Regions from separate parts of the Mus musculus genome. Here regions 1 and 3 are each linked to region 2. A link is a contact called in public HiChIP or PLAC-seq and promoter capture Hi-C data. All regions are on one chromosome and are shown on one strand. The core of a region is the stretch at or near the end of the contact, and the rest is flanking DNA. Distances in the headings are between cores, read along the strand shown.

Region 1 (2,773 bases), core at 74-2,573, 720 kb before region 2:
CAAGGGCCCGACTTTATCTTGCTCTTTGGAGACCCGAGGGCAGGGGTCCAGGTGATGGCGCCTTTAGTCTCACCTTCTCAACCCAAAATGGCTCATTTTCTCTTTACTGCCACCCACACCCGAGCAGCAAGCTTCAGGCCCCGTTTTCTTTTCTTCCTTCTCCCTCTCCCCCCTCCTTTTTTTATTTTTAAAGAAAATAGCCGTCTGGCAGAAGGGGCCCAGCTGCGGAGATCTCTGGCCGCCCAGCGAGCTCAGCAAGGGGCCGCCGGTCTTCCGAACACCTTCCCAGGGAAGGCGGTAAGGCCATGAGCAAATTCTCCAATTATTGGCCACCAGCAACACAAGGCTTTGGATTTGGTCTCTGAATGAGATAGCTGGCATCTGGCGAGCTTGTTAAAGGGGATCTGTTTAAACCCCAAACTCCCGCAGAAGAGTTACCACCAAACCTTAACCGCTCAGACGGTTGTCTCTCTAGTCTTTGGCCGACCGACCATCTTTCTCTTCTAGGGTCCCTGTTTACCTCGGTTCCTAGGCCTAGGCTAAGGATGAGAGGTCAGAAGGAAAAATCCAAACTTCCCAGGGGCCCAGGAGAACGAAGAGCTTCCCTGCCTTTTCCAGCCTCCCTCCAGCCTAGTCCTGCGGCTCTCTCTCGTGTTGTGGACCCGCCGCTGAAGCCTAGCCAAGAAGCAGACCTGGCTGAGCTAACAAAATTCTTATAATTGTTTTTCACACACAACTTATAATCCTTCCCCCCATTTCCTTACCCAAGTTGGGGACTGGCAAAGCCTAAGGAGGGAAGATCAAGCAACTTCATTTTGATTATATTACCCAGAGTTAAAATAATAATGGTGATGATAATGTCAGAGAGGCCACAAATAGAGGGGATAGCCGCACCCTAACGAAGTAGGCAAAAGACTCAAATCCATCTTCCTAAAGGTTCAAGCCTGTGAGTGAGCTGCGGGCCGGGTTTCTTTCTTGGCTTGGCGGTTGCACAGAGCCAGCAAAGAGGTTGCCGAAGCCGCCATGGCGGCCTGCGGCCCGCGCTCCCGTCAATCGCCGGGAGGTGGCGCGCTCTGCTCAGAGGCCAACGTCAACCTTCTCCCTGTTTTTCCCCCTTCTCACTTTCTCCCCCCCTCTCGGAGGCTCGCATTGAATCGGCCCTAACGATTCTCCGATCGTCATTATTTGTAACCATAGAGCATGAATTACCTCTTGAGGTCATCAGTGAGAATTTACGACTGGTCAACAAAAGCACGTGATTCCCTAACGCCCCCCCATCCCCCTTCTAACCCCCCCCATATTTGGCCGCATACATAGCAAAACGAAGTACAGTGCATCGCTATAATTCATTAATACATCATAAATCGTGAAGCACAGGGTTATAACGACCACGATCCACAAATCAAGCCCTCCAAAATCACCCAAATGAGCTCGTACTTTGTAAACTCCTTCTCGGGGCGTTATCCAAATGGCCCGGACTATCAGTTGCTAAATTATGGCAGTGGCAGCTCTCTGAGCGGCTCTTACAGGGATCCCGCTGCCATGCACACCGGCTCTTACGGCTACAATTACAATGGGATGGATCTCAGCGTCAACCGCTCCTCGGCCTCCTCCAGCCACTTTGGGGCGGTGGGCGAGAGCTCGCGCGCCTTCCCCGCGTCCGCCCAGGAACCCCGCTTCAGGCAGGCGACGTCCAGCTGCTCCCTGTCCTCGCCCGAGTCCCTGCCCTGCACTAACGGCGACAGCCACGGCGCCAAGCCCTCTGCTTCGTCCCCTTCCGACCAGGCGACCCCAGCCAGCTCCAGCGCCAATTTCACCGAAATAGACGAGGCCAGCGCGTCCTCTGAGCCCGAGGAAGCGGCGAGCCAGCTAAGCAGCCCCAGCTTGGCTCGAGCACAGCCAGAGCCCATGGCCACCTCTACGGCCGCGCCCGAGGGGCAGACTCCACAGATATTCCCCTGGATGAGGAAGCTTCACATCAGCCACGGTAATTCTCCATCTCTTTTTTGTCCTCTCCGCATTCCTGCCCTGTGTTGGGGGTGGGGGCGAGCAAAGCTTGGCTTTGCCTCAAATATAGATCCCTTTTTTCTTTTCTTTTTTTCTTTTTCTTTCTTTCTTTTTTTTTGCCATCAAGAGGGAAAAGTGTCAGAAAGGGTCCCCACAGCTCCATAGATAGAGCCAAACAGTGTTGTTTTCTGGGCGTAGGCATTTAAAAAAAAAAAAAAAAGGCCAGTTTGTTGCCACGTTCAGCTTAGGTTTTGTTTACCTAGCCAGTCACCGGCTTTAGGATGAAAGATGGGATTTGTGTATTGTGAGGAAGGGTCCTGATTATTACAGAAATTTTGAGACTGCTGCTAGCAAAGGGGGAATGGGCTATAAACGGAGCTTTCTAGGGCAAAAGTGCAGTGGCTCTCTTCCCTCCCGGGCGAGCTGCCGCCTGAACCCAGCCTAGGGTGAGGCACTGGGAAGGAGCCAGAGACAAAGCCGGGAGCATTCACTACCATCAGAAGTGGGGGCTGCTGGAGAAGGGGGGGTATGAAGAAATAGAGGCTGGATGCAGGCATCTGGGGTGAGGAGGATGGGAGCTGCGGTGAGCTGGGTGCTGGGGACGCCTGGGTCCTGCTCCCCGCCCCCTCCCACTCAGTGCCCCCTCCTTTAACCGGAATAACGTTGCCTCGGGGCTCTCCTCTAACTGCTCTAGATATGACTGGGCCAGACGGAAAAAGGGCCCGGACCGCCTATACTCGCTACCAGACCCTGGAGCTGGAAAAGG
Region 2 (2,739 bases), core at 28-2,527:
TTAGCAGGGCAGTGGTGGCAAACGCCTTTAATCCCAGCACTTGGGAGGCAGAGGCAGATGGATTTCTGAGTTCAAGGCCAGCCTGGTCTACAGAGTGAGTTTCAGGACAGCCAGGGCTACACAGAGAAACCCTGTCTCGAAAAAACAAAACAAAACAAAACAACAACAACAACAAAACAAACAAACAAGTCACCTCGGGAGATCAACGCGCTCTGAAGGCGGCAGGGAAGGCTCCTGAGCTACTTCTAATCTGGCCATCAGGGCAGAGAGTTAGGGGGACTCTGGTACCCACCTGAGCTGGGGGTGGGGCAGTGTCTCAGGATTTCCACCAATTCGGATCCTGAGAGTTCTGTGTAGCTGAGTGGCTGTGTGGCTGTGCTGAAAATGTACCAGAATGTGACTTTGCACGGGTGCGCTTATTTCCTCCAAAAGACCTTTCTCTAAACGTATACTCAGCTGAGACTAGGAAAGAGCCCGCGACAAAAAGTCTTGTTCAATCCGCTGCTGAAATGTTCCTTCCCAGGCCCTTTCAGATGCCCGCCCAACCCTCTGATCCCAGTGCGCCCCAGCGAGGGTGTCAGGCGCAGGCTGAGCAACCCGGACCGGGAGGAAGGCGGCGGGTTTAGGAGGTGGATTTCTGTGGTACCCGGCTTGCCGGAAACTGAGGAAGACATTGAGGGCATGGTGATCACCCAGAAAGGCCAGTGACGGGAGAGAGGGGAAGGATCTCTGGAAACCAGGAGGGGAAAGTTCATAGTGGTGGTGGAAAGGGACGGGGGAACGGTGTAGCCAAGATAGAACTCTCATGGCTTAGTGCTGGGTGTGGGCCGGCCAGAAACGTAGTTTTCAAACCTGTTTCCTTTTTTTTCCCACTCAGTTCTAGCACTGCGCGGCTAGGACGGGTGGGTCAAAAGCACTGGTAGCCACGTGTGCCTTAAGAAGGCTCGGTAGCTTCTCCAGGACCCTCTGTCCTTCGTCCCATCCAGGATCTGAATCTTGTTCCCCGCCTGGACCGGGCCAGCTCCGGGTTAGATTTCCATGGCATCGGACGGGTCTCCGAACTCGGGGGAAAAAACTCTCGCAACTCAAGCTCTTAACTCAGAAGTGGTGGGGACCTGGGAGGAGTGAGGGAGAGGGAGGGAGGTGGCCTGGATAGCCATCCTTCTTGTCTGCCCCCTCCTCGCGCTGGGCTGGGCTTCGCCTCCAGCCAAGCCTGCAAGGGTTAAAGGCGGCCGCAGGTGAGGTGGGCGGGGCCGCGGGTTCGGGGGAAAAAGGAGTGCAGGGGAGAGGATGAAGGCAGAGAGTGCGGTGAGTCACGGGCGGAGCTGGCCTCGCTCGCTCGCTCGCTCGCTCGCTTACTCGCTCACCGGCGCCCGCCCGCCCTCCGCCCTCCCGCCGGCTCTCACTGCCTCCACCGTCGCGGATCACCCAGCCCGGTCGCAGCCCCGGCTTGCCCTCGGCTCCTGTCCCACGCCGCTGAGAGCCGGCCAGCGCGCAGGGCCCATGAGCGCCCGTCTGTAGCGCGCCAGCCTGCGGTGCCCCAAGCCCGAGCGCAGCCGCCAGGTAGGAGCCCGGGTCCGCGCGGTCACGGGTGCGCGCTGCGGAGATCTGGGGTCAGGGGGTGGGTGGGGAAAGGTGTTCGGAACACCGCAGCCTAAGCTGGCTTCTTGGGGAGGGGGACGTCCTAAAGGATCCGAAGGGCTGGGAGCCCCGACGGAGGAAAAACCGGGAGGACGGGAGGGACCAAGGGAGTTTGGGAACTGGGGAAACTGGAGCAACTGGGACAACCGGAGGATTGAAACATTGAAAACCTTGTTTGAACGGAAGTCCCCACCGCCTGAGTACCGGGAAACGGGAGAGGCAGCGGATCCAATGGGACTTAGGGCGTCTCTGCCGTCTTTCTCCAATTGGAGAGCCGATGTGCTCGCTCCTTTCTTTTCGTGCAACCTTGGTGGCAGGCCATTACACGCTAGGCCTGGGCTCAGGATCTCTGTCCAGAGAGGCCCCTCTGCAACCTGGTCACCCTAGCCTTCCCATCCCCCAGACCCTGGGGCAGTTCCCAGTCTCCAAAAGCTCTTAGGGTCCCAGAATCTCACTGCTCCCGCCCCAACCCCTTCTGGGCCGCCCCGCCCCGGCCTGAGGCTCCGTTCCTGCTGCTTCACCCAGTCCCTTTCTTGTGGTAAGGCAGCCCGAGCCTGAGTAGGCACCCGGGTCCTCCTCTTCCTTGCCTCTCCCAGATTTTCAATGCTACTTCCCTGGTCCCAGAGTCGGAAGGTGGTAGGGTCAGGTGAGTCCTGCTTGGGGAAGGCCCTAAATCATTGGCCTCCTGCACCCCAGGCCCCACACGGGCAAGGTTCCAAGGCTCTAGGGAGAGATGGAGAGAAGACTGGGACCTTATGGTCACAGATTTGTAGTAGAGAAAGGGGTGGAAATTGTAAGCTCTTCTCTTCTCTTCTCTTCTCTTCTCTTCTCTTCTCTTCTCTTCTCTTCTCTTCTCTCCTCTCCTCTCCTCTCCTCTCCTCTCCTCTCCTCTCCTCTCCTCTCCTCTTCCTCTTCTTTTCTCTTCTCTTTTTCTTCTTCTTCTTCTTCTTCTTCTTCTTCTTCTTCTTCTTCTTCTTCTTCTTCTTCTTCTTCTTCTTCTTCTTCTTCTTCTTCTTTTTTCCTTTTGAAACAGGGTCTCATTGCGTAGCCCACGCTGCCAAAGCCTTCTGTTTCAGGCTCTTGCATTGAGTACTGGGA
Region 3 (2,788 bases), core at 219-2,718, 650 kb before region 2:
TTTCAGAGAGTGAGCAAGGCTCTTCCTGTTTTCCCTCCCTTGATCTTAACCCAAGAGAAAGGAAGAAAGAAAGAAAGAGAGAGAGAGAGAGAGAGAGTGGGAGAGAGAGAGAGAGAGAGAGAGAGAGAGAGAGAAAGGAAGGAAGAGAGAGAGAGAGAGAGATCCATTTCTAAGCCTTAGTTTAGAAGCTCTACACCAATTCTCCCATTCTCTGAGCAAACTAAACTCCCTTTATCTATTCTAGAACATGCATGGAAATTTTGGATAGTCTTTGAGACTTAACTAGCCTTGGATTTATGTATTTGAGGCTTGGAACTTAAAAAAAGAAACTTTTAGGGAAACTAAAGATAATGGAGGGGTGTCAGGGAGGAGACCAGAGAAGTGCAGAGGATCTTTACTAGTTTTGAACACTTTTGAAAAGAGAATAAAAATTCGCTTCCTTCTCACCCATCTGTAAATATCACCTGGCTCTCTTCATTGCTGCTCTCTGGAGAGATATAGGGAGTTATTTAAGTCTGAGTGAGTGAGCCAGCTACAGCTACGGATGGCTAGAGAAAGGATAAATACATCTAGAGAGATGAGTTGATGGATAGGTAGGGAGCGAATATAAATATGGAGAGAGATGGACGAACACAGAGATGAATGGAGACAGAGGGAATATAAAGAGAGGCTGAGGGAGAGAAATGGCCTCGCGAATGAGGAGAGAGCGTTTATGCAGAGAGATGGAGAGAGGCGTCCCTCATCTTCCCTCCACCTTTCCATTTCCCTTCTCCTGTTCCCTTGAAATGCCATCGTTTTCCCTCCTCTTGATTTGTCATGAATTCTTCTGGATTTTAGACCCCTGGCTCACACCCTGAGGTGTTTTTACAGTCTCCCTCTCCCTTCCTAGTCATCCTTTTGTCCCAAGATAACAGACCTAACCAGGCTGTCCTAGAACACCATCCCAAGACAAACTGGGAGAAAGAAACATGGAATGGGGGTTCTGGGATAAGTAAGGAGTCTGGCTCTCCAGTCTCTAGCCCTACAGCCTTGGGGTGGGGGTAGGCTTCTTTGAGGGGAGAAGAGAGTGAGGGGCAGCTGGGTTGAATTTGGCCAAATCTAATAATCCAAGAACCTATTGAAGGCCTTGGGGGGTTGGGAGGGGAGTAAAAGTCTTGAATATTCTTCCAACTTCTCCCCCCCCTCCCTCTGGTCCCTTCTTTCCAAAAAGTCTTTGAAGAAAGATGTTTTTGACGCTTCCATGTCGCTCTCAGATGGATGGGCTCAGAGTGATTGAAGTGTCTTTGTCATGCTAATGATTGGGGGGTGATGGATGGGCGCTGGGACTGCCAAACTCTGGCCCGCTTAGCCCATTGGCCTGGGAGAGATCACATGTGCCCCCCCACCCCCACTCCCTAGCCCCTTCCTAGGGGATCGCTGGCGGGGCCAAGCTGGCCCGGGCCATGGGCTCAAGCTTCAGCTCTGTGACATACTGCCGAAAGGTTGTAGGGCAAGAGGGTGTCTCCCCCAAACGGCCCGACCCTCCTTCGGCCTCTACATGGACTATAATAGGATGAGTTCCTTTTTAGAGTACCCACTTTGTAACCGGGGACCCAGCGCCTACAGCGCCCCAACCTCTTTTCCCCCCTGCTCAGCTCCGGCCGTTGACAGCTACGCAGGGGAGAGCCGCTATGGTGGAGGGCTGCCTAGCTCAGCGCTCCAACAAAACTCGGGGTATCCTGTCCAGCAGCCGCCGTCATCCCTGGGGGTGTCCTTTCCCAGCCCCGCTCCCTCGGGGTACGCCCCAGCCGCCTGCAACCCCAGCTATGGGCCTTCTCAGTATTATTCTGTGGGTCAGTCGGAAGGAGATGGAAGCTATTTTCATCCGTCGAGCTACGGAGCCCAGCTAGGGGGGTTGCCCGACAGCTATGGAGCGGGTGGAGTCGGCTCAGGGCCATATCCTCCGCCGCAGCCCCCATACGGAACTGAGCAGACCGCAACCTTTGCATCAGCCTACGACCTCCTCTCTGAGGACAAGGAATCGCCTTGCTCGTCAGAACCCAGCACTCTCACTCCCCGGACCTTCGACTGGATGAAGGTCAAGAGAAACCCACCTAAGACAGGTAGGGCTCAGAGGAGCCACTTCCTCTCCTTGGCTCGGGCATACACAGAGGGGCCTGAGCCAGGGCTTCATTCATTCCTTCAGCTGCTTTTACTGGCAGGTAAGTACTTTCCGGGTTCAAGTCAGCAGATATTTTCCCACGGGCTAAGTTCGGGGCTACCTCCTCCCGAAGGAGGTCTCCGCAGTCTTGTCTGTGCGCCCAGTTTGGAACCAGTATTTCACGTTTCTTGTCTGAAGGTGAGTATGGGCGGAAGGCTGGTTCTAGATTTTGTAATTACTAATGGAGGGGGTGTGTGATGCCACATAGGATCTGCATTGGGTAGATGATGAATGAGGACCAAGCCTGAACTAGGAGGAGTGGACGGGAGGGAGAAAGAGGTGAGAGAACTGACGTGGCTTTTCTCCCTGCCCCGCCCCTAGCGAAGGTGTCCGAGCTGGGACTGGGCGCTCCCGGCGGTCTCCGCACAAACTTCACCACGCGCCAGCTGACGGAGCTGGAGAAGGAATTTCATTTCAACAAATACCTGAGCCGTGCCCGGAGGGTGGAGATCGCCGCCACCCTGGAGCTCAATGAAACGCAGGTGAAGATCTGGTTCCAGAACCGGCGCATGAAGCAGAAGAAACGCGAGCGAGAGGGGGGCAGGATGCCTGCAGGCCCCCCAGGTTGCCCAAAGGAAGCCGCTGGAG

The links. Promoter capture Hi-C pulls out the DNA fragments that hold promoters and counts their contacts. HiChIP or PLAC-seq counts read pairs in DNA pulled down with a chosen protein or histone mark.
Region 1: a contact with region 2 is called in a promoter capture Hi-C map of embryonic stem cells, with 10 read pairs. The contact joins the promoter of Hoxb5 here to the promoter of Sp6 in region 2. A contact is called at or near these places in 12 of 39 promoter capture datasets (cranial neural crest, embryonic stem cells, frontonasal cranial neural crest and 6 more), 3 of 484 Hi-C or Micro-C datasets (all in embryonic stem cells), 9 of 115 datasets of contacts at active chromatin or transcription factors (embryonic forebrain, embryonic hindbrain, embryonic stem cells and 1 more) and 1 of 9 other capture datasets (embryonic stem cells).
Region 3: a contact with region 2 is called in an H3K4me3 HiChIP or PLAC-seq map of embryonic stem cells, with 4 times the contacts expected there. The contact joins the promoter of Hoxb1 here to the promoter of Sp6 in region 2. A contact is called at or near these places in 3 of 39 promoter capture datasets (embryonic stem cells and liver), 1 of 484 Hi-C or Micro-C datasets (embryonic stem cells), 3 of 115 datasets of contacts at active chromatin or transcription factors (all in embryonic stem cells) and 1 of 9 other capture datasets (embryonic stem cells).

Annotation. Positions count from the first base shown.
Region 1 is chr11:96,302,189-96,304,961 of GRCm38.p6, forward strand. Hoxb5 (homeobox B5) reads left to right here and starts at 1,324. Exons shown (of 2, transcript NM_008268.2): 1 at 1,324-1,987; 2 at 2,702-2,773. The coding sequence starts at 1,426. All of the region lies in intron 1 of Hoxb5os (homeobox B5 and homeobox B6, opposite strand), which reads right to left.
Region 2 is chr11:97,017,465-97,020,203 of GRCm38.p6, forward strand. Sp6 (trans-acting transcription factor 6) reads left to right here and starts at 1,278. Exons shown (of 2, transcript NM_001363230.1): 1 at 1,278-1,563.
Region 3 is chr11:96,364,290-96,367,077 of GRCm38.p6, forward strand. It overlaps Hoxb1 (homeobox B1), which reads left to right and starts at 1,469. Exons shown (of 2, transcript NM_008266.5): 1 at 1,469-2,102; 2 at 2,522-2,788. The coding sequence starts at 1,538.